Regions from separate parts of the Sus scrofa genome. Here region 2 is linked to region 1. Evidence: chromatin contacts called from public HiChIP or PLAC-seq data. All regions are on one chromosome and are shown on one strand. The core of a region is the stretch at or near the end of the contact, and the rest is flanking DNA. Distances in the headings are between cores, read along the strand shown.

Evidence for each region. HiChIP or PLAC-seq counts read pairs in DNA pulled down with a chosen protein or histone mark.
Region 2: an H3K27ac HiChIP or PLAC-seq map of skeletal muscle shows a contact between it and region 1. The contact joins the enhancer-like site here to the promoter of AP2S1 in region 1. A contact is called at or near these places in 4 of 5 promoter capture datasets (fetal liver, fetal skeletal muscle and liver), 22 of 47 Hi-C or Micro-C datasets (adipose tissue, alveolar macrophages, blood and 12 more) and 2 of 2 datasets of contacts at active chromatin or transcription factors (alveolar macrophages and skeletal muscle).

The regions. Positions count from the first base shown.
Region 1 is chr6:52,700,165-52,705,600 of Sscrofa11.1, forward strand. AP2S1 (adaptor related protein complex 2 sigma 1 subunit) reads right to left here and starts at 3,034. Exons shown (of 4, transcript NM_001244453.1): 1 at 2,878-3,034; 2 at 1-90. The coding sequence starts at 2,880.
Region 2 is chr6:52,828,297-52,833,732 of Sscrofa11.1, forward strand. It overlaps ARHGAP35 (rho GTPase-activating protein 35), which reads left to right. Exons shown (of 7, transcript XM_021094622.1): 5 at 720-851. Among named protein-coding and RNA genes, the nearest start is that of NPAS1, 27 kb to the right of the region's middle. Within about 2 kb of position 2,610, at least 8 of the 83 cell types and tissues checked have an H3K27ac peak or open chromatin away from gene starts, as enhancers often do. A contact at or near this core is called in adipose tissue, alveolar macrophages, retroperitoneal adipose tissue and 1 more, where this site is marked.

The DNA.
Region 1 (5,436 bases), core at 1,784-4,283:
CAGCTTCTGTTTCTCGTCATCATCAAACTGCATGTACCACTTGGCCAGGCGCGTCTTGCCTGCCCGGTTCTGGATGAGGATGAAGCGGATCTGGGGGCAGAGGGAGGAGGAGGAAGGGAGAGAGATGGGGAGGGTGGGCCAGTGCCAGGCGGCCCAGCCCAACAGCCCCACCCGCCCCCACAGGGGAGAGCAGGTCCACCCATCTCAGCCACTCCCCAGAGCCCAGCCAGGCTGGCCTGGCCGAAGGCTCTGGTCCCAAGTCCCTCCCACCACCCCCCACTCCCCCCACCCCCGTGGAGGGATTTCTCTTCCACTGGCGGACGTGCGCTGCGCTGAGTGCCAGGCTCTGCCAGTTCTTGTTCCCAGGACCCGGGACAAAAGATCTGCCCCTCTAAGCCTCAGTTTCCCCACTGGCGGAACAAGTTTCCTTAGAAGGTCCATCTTGTCAGGGTGTTTTGAAGGTTAAATAGGTTTATCAATTTAATCCAATGGCCGATGCTAGCAGGCATGCTCGGTGTCAGCTACAATTATCATCAGTGATGGCTAGGAAATGTGCTTTTGTGATTCTGAAGCGTCAGCTCAACTCTCCTCAGGTGACTATGAACACTGAACAAGTTCATGACAAAAGTGTTTAGTATAACGCTTACTGCTTACGGAGCTCTCGAGAAAATTAGCTATTATGACAGAGAGGCATTTGATCAAGTGGCTAAGAACTCAGGCTGGAGACTGTGCATGAATCCTGGCACTGCTGGCTGTGTGTCTGTGGGCAAATCACTGAACCTCTCTGGACCTCGATTTCCCCATCTGTATAATGGACATAATGAGAATACATCCCTCATAAGACTGTTGCACGAGTTAATAAATATAAGACTTAGGAGTTCCCGTGGTGGCGCAGTGGTTAACGAATCCGACTAGGAACCATGAGGTTGCGGGTTCGGTCCCTGCCCTTGCTCAGTGGGTTAACGATCCGGCGTTGCCGTGAGCTGTGGTGTAGGTTGCAGACGCGGCTCGGATCCCACGTTGCTGTGGCTCTGGTGTAGACCGGCAGCTACAGCTCCGATTGGACCCCTAGCCTGGGAACCTCCATATGCCGTGGGAGCGGCCCAAGAAATAGCAACAACAACAACAACAACAACAACAAAAAAAAAGACTTATAGTACCGTGATGAGTGCACATGAAGTGATATACAAATATTAGGTTGTTGGTTTTTTGGCCAAGACCACAGCCTGTGGAAGCTCCTGAACGAAGGACTTGAACCCTCGCCATGGAGGCAACCCAAGCCGCTGCAGTAATCACACCAGATCCTTAACCCACTGTGCCACAAGGGAACTCCCCAATATTAGTTCTTAGTAATATTATAATTGATTATCATTTGACTTTGAGAAGACCATGGCCCAAGTTTCATCCTGCTAGGAAGCCTGCCTTTGGGCCCCGTTCTGTTTGAGATGGGCACTCTTGTGCCCATTTGATAGATGAAGAAACTGAGGCTCAGAGAAAGGACGTCTCACAGCCAGAAAGCAGAGCTGGGAATCCAAGGGCTTTGCTTTGAACCCACTTCCCCTGACGTGTGTGTGGCAGCCTCCACCCTCTCATAGAGTCCATTCTCTTCCCTAAGCCTCATTCTCCACACACCATTCCTCCTTCCCCAACCAATCAAGCTGGATGGGAACAGGATATTATGGTCTCCTTTCAAGAACACTGTCTGCTGAGCCAGGGAAAACCACTTCCTAGCAAGGCAGGGGTCCTGGGAGACAGGGAGAGGGCACGGGGTGGAGGTGGGGGTACCCACACCAGGCAGCCACTGCCTGGGGCAGAGCCAGAGAAATATGGGGCACACTGAGGGCAGAGATAAAAGCAAGCCTGAAAAGCTGAGGGAGAGCTCTGCCTCTGACCCCCCCCCCAGTTCCCTCATGCACCTCTTCCTGTTTCTCCTCCCAATTAGAGTCTCCCCACTTCAGGGAATCCACCCTCAGAAGCCCTTTCCCTCCTGCACCCTCAACCCTCGGATGTCCCCGCTCTATGTCCCCCAACCTACTGTCTCCAAGCCCTTACCCTAGAGCTGTCCCCTTTCGACTTCCTCTTTCTCGGTTTCAATGCCCTCTGTCAGGTCTCCCCATCTCTGGGGAGGGGTACCAAATCCAGTGGCTTGTCCTTGCCCCCAAAGCCTCATCCCCATCTCTCGCACTCCTGTGCCTATTACCTACCCTCCGTGACCTCTTCCACTGCTCCCCACACATCTCTAGTATCCACTCCCTACGCCAAGCCTTCTCCCTTTTCTAGCACGCTTTCCCTAACTCTAAAGCCCCATTCCCTACAGTTGCCTACTTCCCGTTTCCAGTGTCCAGTCTCTTCCTCTTGAAATTCTGTCTCCTTCATCAGCAGTATCCCGCCCAGTTCCAACACCCCCTCTCCGTCTGCAGTGTCAGCTTCCTGCCTCTAGAGACCCCCGTCTCTCCCAGCCGAAGGTCTTCCATCCTTCTCCAACTATCCGGTCACACTCCCAGAGAGCTCTCTTCTTGGGATGCCCCCTCGCCACCTCCAATTCCTTCTCCCCACCTCGGAGATCCTTCTTCGTGAGTTGCCTGCCAGTTTCAAAACCCTTCAGCCACCTCCAATGTCCCCTCCCGCACAGACCCCTCCTCTTGTCATCCGGTCTCCAAAGCCCCCTAGCCTTGAGAGCCCCGTTACACTCTGGCGTCCAGAACCGCCGCCCAGTCCCCTTCCCCGGCCTTTGGTCGGCCCCAATCTCGAGAGCCCCCGCCTGGCCCAGACCATTGCACCGCGGCCGGGGGGGCTTGTCAGTATCCCACCGCGCCTCGAGTACCTGCACATGGACCCACCCTCTGCCCATCCCCAGTATGGGCGCGCCCCCGTTACCATGGCGACCCCCGTCCGACCCCAGCTTCTGGGAGGCCCCGGTCCCACGGCTTCTGGGAGGCTCGGGCTTTGGCGGCTGTTGGGGCACCCGGGGCTAGAGCGGACTTCCGGCAGAAGAACTCGCCCGCCCTCTCTCGCGCACAGCCGGCTGGGAATTGTAGTCCGAAGAAATGGGGTCGTTCGTCTGAGCGGCACGCCAGAGAAATGGGCCTGTCCCGCGTCCCAGCATGCTACGCGACTATCCTTTTCCTCGCGCAAGGTTCGGTCTCCAAATGCATTCTGGGAGCCGTGGGTGAATGTCTCCTGGCAGGACTACAATTCCCGAAATGCTGGACAGCCAGCAAGGCAAGGGTTGCACTCTAGGAAATGTAGTTCGGACAGCCTTCCTTCTCCCTCCCACCGCCCCCCCAACAAGGCAAGAAGGACGTACTGGGAATAGCTGTTTTAGCAGAACACTGTAAATTAATTGTATTTTAATAACAAACAAATAAATTAAAAATCAATCAATAAGAAACTACGTTGGGGGAGCATGGTCACCCAGTACTTTGTTTAGAATATGTTAAGCGACTTATGTGGGACAGTGGCTTAAGCGCATGAATTTGGAAGCCAGAACTGTATGCAAATCGTGCCTTTATTTCCTAGCTGTGTGACTCTGGGCCAGCAACTTCACCTCTTAACTCAACTTCTTTAACTGTAAAAGACGGTTGATCAAGGGGTCACCTCAGTAGAGTTGTTTTAAAGCATCCGTAAGTTTCCAAAGTACTTAGCCCAGTGCTGGACATATAGTATGTGTTATGTGTTTGTTTGTTTGTTAGGGCCACACCCTCCGTGTGTGGAAGTTTCCAGGCTAAGGGTTGAATAGTAGCTGCAGCTGCTGCCTGTGTCAGAGCCACAGCAACATAGGATCTCAGTCACATCTGCAACCTATACCACAGCTCACAGCCACTCCAGATCCTTAACCCACTGAGAAAGGCCAGGGACTGAACCCACATCCTCATGGATACTAGTCAGGTTCCTTACCACTGAGCCACAATGGGAATTGCCTTCCCCCATTTCTTTGATCGCTGACCTCTTTTCTTCCTTTGGCTTAAACATCACCTCCGCAGTCCTATATGGGGGAACCCAACATACGAAGTTCCCCTCTTCGACCCCCCACATTCTCTAGGTCAGCAGTTAGATTTCTTTAAAGCCTTTTTACAGCTGTTAATGATTTTATTTGGGGTGTGTGTCTCTGTGTGTGTGTTGCCTCCGTTGAGGGCAGGGAACCTGTTAACAATCTACATCCCCTAGAACATGGTGGCACATAGTAAGCATTCAGTAAAGGGATGGATACTGAGGGGAGACTTGCTCTAAGAAAGCAAGGTAAATTAGGAGTTCCGTCGTGGTTCAGAGGTAACAAACCCAACTAGTATCCATGAGGACGCAGGTTTGATCCCTAGCCTCGTTCAGTGGATTAAGGATCCTGCCATGAGCTGTGGTGTAGGTGGCAGACGAGGCTCGGATCTGGTGTTGCTGTGGCTGTGGTGTAGGCCAGAAGCTGCAGCTCTGATTCAACCCCTAGCCTGGGATCCTCCATATGCCGCGGGTGCGGCCCTAGAAAATACAAAAAAAAAAAAAAAAAAGGATATCAGCTGGGGAGTTCCCTTGTGGCCTAGTGATTGAGGACCTGGTTGCTGCTGTGGCTCAGGTTGGATCCCTCATGCCTTGGGTGCAGCCCCCCCTCCCAAAAAAAAAAAAAAGAAAAAGAAAGAAAAAAAAGAGAAAGATGTCAGCTGGGAATGCAGTCATTTGAAGGCTCAATTGGGGCTGAAGGATCTGACTCCCAGGTGGCTCACTCGTAGGGTGTGTTGATTAATGCTGGCTGTTGGCAGGACTCTGTTCCTCACCAGGTGGCCCTCTCCCCAAGGACACAGAGTGTCCTCATGCGGCAGCTATTTTCCCCCAGAGTGAATGACCCATGAAAGGGCAGGGCAGAAGCTGCCTGCAATGTCTTTTATGACCTGGCCAAAGTCACACCCTGTCATTTCCACAATATCTTATCAGTACACAGAACTGCCCTGTCCAAGGTGGGAGGGGACTTGAACACCAGGTGAGAACAGCAGCGGTCCCTCTCGGAGGCCTGGCTACCACAACTGCTTATAGCAGAGACACCTGGCCCAGCTGAAGAGTTGGGGACAGAGTTAGACTGAGTGTCCCAGCAGGAAAATAGACTTTGTCTCTGCTCTTAAGAGTCACATGGCTTGGGAGTTCCCACTGTGGCTCAGTGGGTTAAGAACCTGACTAGTATCCATGAAGATGCGGGTTTGATCCCTGGCCTCCCTCAGTGGGTTAAAGGATCCAGTGTTGCCTTGAGCTGGTGTAGGTCGCAGATGCAGCTTGGATCCCATGTTGCTGTGGCTGTGGTATAGGTCGGCAGCTGCAGCTCTGATTCAATCTCTAGCCCTGGAACTTCCAGATATCACAGGTGCAGCCCTAAATAGAAAAAGGAGTCTCATGGCCCAGATGGTTTGGAGTCTGAGGTGTTATTCCACAACTTGAGACAGAAAAGACCAGTCCCAG
Region 2 (5,436 bases), core at 1,360-3,859, 130 kb after region 1:
TCGTGGCTCTGTGGTTAACGAACCCGACTAGTGTCGATGGGGACAGGGGTATGATCCCTGGCTTCACTCAGTGGGTTAGGGATTCGGCGTTGCCATGAGCTGTGTAGCTCAGATCCCGAGATGCTGTGGCTGTGGCCAGCAGCTACAGCTCCGATTCGACCCCTAGCCTGGGAACCTCCATGTGCCAAAGGTACGGCTCTAAAAAAAAAGACCAAAAAAAAAAATTGGAGACAGAGGTCAGTGGTGTATCATAAGCTGGAAGAGCCAAGACAGCAGAAGAATAAATGCGTCTCCTTGCCCTTCCACCATAAGGAACAAGGGTGGAATGGCAGTCGAGATTGTTGGTAACAATTTGGAAACCGACCAGGAAAAGTGAGCAAGCCCTCTGGGAAAGCCTCTTGGTTTCCCTGAGCAGGAGGGCTACGGAAAAGGTAGCAACAAATCCAGGCCAGACAAGGGAGGGTGGATGCACATGATGGCAGGCGCAGCAACTCTACGCAGAGGAAGAATTGGGTGGCAGCCTCTGTCTGTGAGTCTCAGCACCCAGGATACCACTTTCTGTCTAATCTGTGGTAATCCTGAGTCCCTGCCCAGGCTCCAGGCCTGCCCTGGGCAGCAGCCCTGTCCTCAGATTATCTCAGTTTTTCCCAGATGCTAAGTTTTTCTTGCCGCTGCCCTTCTTAGATGAGTCTGGCTTCACTCTCCTAAATTCCTTTCAGACCACAACCTGGATTTGGCGGAGAAGGACTTCACAGTGAACACCGTGGCCGGGGCCATGAAGAGCTTTTTCTCAGAACTACCAGACCCCCTGGTCCCATACAACATGCAGATGGATCTGGTGGAGGCACACAGTGAGTACCAGCAGACCTCCGCTGGCTCCGCGCTGGCGAGTGGCAGGAGGGGGCAGCGCCGTGGTGATGCCCTGCCCTCACAGAGCTGGCATTCTGACTCTTGGAACTGAGATTTGAAGGAGGTAAGGAGAGGGCACCAGCACCGTAACATCCAAGGGCTGACAGATTAAGCCCCCTGCCTTTGTAGACCAGAGGTGCTTCTCTGCGGGTTCTTTCAAAAAGGTTGCAGATGACCCCAAAATTCCATGAGTTAAGCGGCTAGTTTTGGTGCCAGACCCGGGGCAAATCTCCTTTGCTTGTTCCCAGTGTAAGCATGGCCAGCGTAACCTTCTTTGACCCTAGTTTCCGATGTTACCATCCCTTCTCCTGTTACCGAATGAGATGAGAGGTCTGGAGGCAGGGTTGTCTAACAGACGGTTAAATGGCAGGGCTTACTTTCCCTTCTTCTCACCCACCCATCTGCTCCCATCTCTCACAGAAGGCATTTAACATGTGGCCTGGGGTCAGATAGCCTCTGAGGAAGCCATCTCCTTGAGGGAAGGGGGCAGCTCCAGTGGCCCTGGCCAGATCACTTGAGGCTGCAGCAAGTTGGCACCTCTGGTTGGGGAGTGTTGTCTGGGGGGGTTTTTTGGCCACATTCTTGGTATGTAGAAGTTCACAGGCCAGGGATCGAACCCACGCCACAGCAGCACCCCTAGCTGCTGCAGTGACAACACCAGATCCTTAACCTGCTGTACCACAAAGGGAACTCCCAGCACCTCTGGTTTTAGAGGTCACCTTTCATGCCATCCCGCCTGCCCTGACAGCTCTTTCTGCCCCAGTCTCCCCTCTCTCCATAGGCCTTTGTCCACATGTGGGAACCTTCCCACTGGGCAGCCTTTCTCAGACCTTGCATAGTGCTGCAGAGAGGGCCTGACCTCTCAGAGCTTTACTCAGGGTGGCACTTTCTAGCTTTTTTAGCCCAAGGCAGCCTCCCTACTTTGTACCTCTGATGGATTAAGACCCCAGAAGCCACCACTGCTGTGCAGCTTCAGAAGGGGATGTCCTTGCTAGTGGCCAAGGGGGTGGGGAAGTGGAAATGGAGTGTGTCCCCTCAGATCCCAGGACACTAGTTTTATCTTGCTACCACCCACCTCAAAAGAGGAAGATTTAAGCATGTATGATTTACTTAAAAGGCTGATGGCGTGAGCGGAAATTTAGAGGAGGTCACAAATTCACAGTCTTTTAAGTCCTGGGTTATATACATTCTCAGCGGCTTTGGGAAATTGAGATGCTGACAGAAGCACAACCCTGAACTGTGGAGCCAGGGCTTGCAGGGCCCCTAGAGTAACCACTCTGGGGTCTGCATTTCCCTGGTATTTGTTTCCACAATCTGGGTGCCGCCTTCACCATATTTTATACACAACAGTCTTAGCTGATTGAAATCATTCACAGCTTCTGAGCTTATCCAAGCCCATGGGGATGGGGCAGAAGCACACAGTTCCCTGGCACTGTCATAGGGTTCCCTGGCCTTCCTTCCCATCTCCCTTCCCAGGGCAGGAGTCTGGATTTCTCCCAGATGAGCTGGAAGCAGGGACAAGGTGCCAGCTTCTGCTCTGATCCTGCCATCCAAAAATAAACGTCCTCTCAGCAATCACTTCTCCTGCAGGCTCCAGCCTGGCTCAGATGGGAAATGTAGGAATCTCCATCCTGAGCCTTTCCACCTAAGCTAAGCTTGTTAGGAAGAGAAGGTATGGGCCAGAAGCCTGAAGATTCCTGAGAGCATTTGTCTTGACTTGGCGCCATCTAGAGGCTAGCAGAGTCCTGGCACCCAGTAGAATCCCATTGTTTCTGCGGGAATTGCTGACATAGCATCTTTTTGTTTTTGGAGGGTTGTGGAAGGCAGGAGAGGAAGATGTTATTGATGGGGCATCAGCTGCCCTTCCTATAGTAGCTTCCGCTGACTTCCACTCATTAGGAAGGGAGCTTCTTGCTGCTACTGGAGCCTGGAAAGGGTGGAGATTTTCCGCTTCCGCTTCCTATTGTGTGTTTCCTGTGCCCAAAACTAGTCAGCTGGAGCTCTGTGGTCTTGAACCTGATCGAGAGGAGTGTATCTCACCAACACGGCACCTGTCACAGCCAGAGCAGTTGAGTGAAGAGTGGGGCTGTATGTGTCAGAGGGTGGGTTTATCTGAGCCAGGCAATGCCAGAGTTAGTGTTAAGGGACATTATGGAACAAAGATTTTCATGCCTAAAAGTAGCTATTCCCAGCCTGGCTGGGTTTCCATAGCAACATCAACTTGACCAGCTCTTTCCACTTAATACATAGGAGCTGTTGTGTCTGCGTGTGTTCAGGGCTTGGAAATGGTGTCAAATCCTATCACAACAAATATCAAGGTCACTGTCAAATTGTTTTGTTAGCCTCTGGAATTTCATAATATTGAACACTGCTGAAATTGTGCCTACAAACAGAGATTTTTGTTTTTTGTGGTTTTTTTTTTTTTGTTTTGTTTTGTTTTGTTTTGTTTTCTTTGTCTTTTTGCCATTTCTTGGGCCGCTCCTGCGGCATATGGAGGTTCCCAGGCTAGGGGTCAAATCGGAGCTGTAGCCACTGGCCTACGCCAGAGCCACAGCAACGCGGGATCCGAGCCGCGTCTGCAACCTACACCACAGCTCACGGCAACGCCGGATCGTTAACCCACTGAGCAAGGGCAGGGACCGAACCCGCAACCTCATGGTTCCTAGTCGGATTCGTTAACCACTGCGCCACGACGGGAACTCCAAACAGAGATTTTTGTGATTATTCACCAGTTATCTTCCTACCACAATCAAGGTGATATGTAAGAGATTCAGAAATGAATAGGAGGGGGTTCCTGTCGTGGCTCAGTGATTAACAAATCCGACTAGGAACCATGAGATTGCAGGTTCGATCCCTGGCCTCACTCAGTGGGTTAAGGATCCGGTGTTGCTGTGAGCTGTGGTGTAGGTCTCAGACACGTCTTGGATCCCACGTTGCTGTGGCTGTGGTGTTGGCTGGTAGCTGTAGATCCGATTCGACCCCTAGCCTGGGAACCTCTTTATGCCACGGATATGGCCCTAAAAAGACAAGAGACAAAAAAAAAAGAAAATAGGAGCAGCCAGATCCTGTACCACTAGGGAGCGGCCGGGTGGGCACGACCTTTCTATGTGGAGACATTGTTCCTGCCCTCTCTTCCCAGGGTACACGTTGAAGTCAGCTGCCAGGCAGCATGAGGCAAGCTGAGCTAGAAGTGCAGAAAATGCAGTGAGGAGGGAGTACCTGAGCTTGACTCAGATAGGACCGGGATTTCAGGAGACAGAGAAAGCGGCTTTGAATTCCCCATTCCATCACATCCTCGCGTTTCACCCCAGCCTTCAAGAAATAGTGTCATTGGAGTTCCTGTCATGGCGCAACGGAAATGAATCTGACTAGAAACCATAAGGTTGTGGGTTTGATCACTGGCCTCGCTCAGTGGGTTAAGGATCCGGCGTTGCCGTGAGCTGTGGTGTGGATCACAGACACGTCTCGGATCCCGCGTTGCTGTGGCTGTGATGTAGGCCGGCAGCTATAGCTCTTATTAGATCCCTAGCCTGGGAACCTCCATGTGCCACGGGTGAGGCCCTAAAAAAAAAAGGCAAGAAAAAAGAAATAGTGTCATTTATTTTTGCCCCACATCTTTTCCCTTTGCTCTCATGACCAACCTCACAATCCCACCATCACCTCTCTGGAATCCCTCTGGTCCAGCCAGTCAGTCTGCACACACCCTGTCCTGTGTTTTTTGTGCCAGAAGCGGCCCTAGATCTGACTCTGTCTCAGTCCAGGGGCTCGGAGCCTAAGGACTTTTGGCCTCAGGGCCTCATTAGCCCCCCTTATTGCTTATCAATTCTGTGTGTTCATTTTAGTCTATGGAGAAGACCAGTATCTTTTATCAGATTGTCAAAAGGAATGTATGATCCCAGATGATTCAGGATGCCAGCTTATCATCTTGCCCTTTCTATCTGCAGATGAGACAACCTAGGGCTAGAGATTAATAAATGACTGACTTGCAAGGTCTCCAGGCACACCAGTCTTGCTGCTTCTTGGGCTCTTGTTCGTGTACTGCCTTTTGATGTTGCTAATTCTGGGATCCTGCTTCAGTGGCATCATTAGCCCCATTTCCTGCCTCCAGCCAGGAGGACTGGTGAGGCCAGGCGAGGCCACGTTCTTAGATGAAGGTGCTGCCATTCAAGTACTTAATTAAAACAAACACAGCTGTGTTTTTTGTTATACGGGCACCTAAGAGAGGCCTGTGCCAAGCTCACATCTGGAAGGGGGCACAATTATTATGACTCTGAGCCATGCACGTGTTTCTTTTGGTTTTCAGTGTAATTGTTCATCCACATCCCCCACCCCAGAACAGTATACTTCTTTTAAGTAAACTTGTTATTGAAACTTAATAGTAAAGGGTTTTGAAACTCACAGCCCTTGAAGTTCCTGTTGTGGCTCAGTGGATTAAGGACCCAACGTTGTCTCCATGACGATGTGGGTTCAATCCCTAGGCCTCACTTAGTGGGTTAAGGATCCTGCGTTGCTGTGGCTGTGGTACAG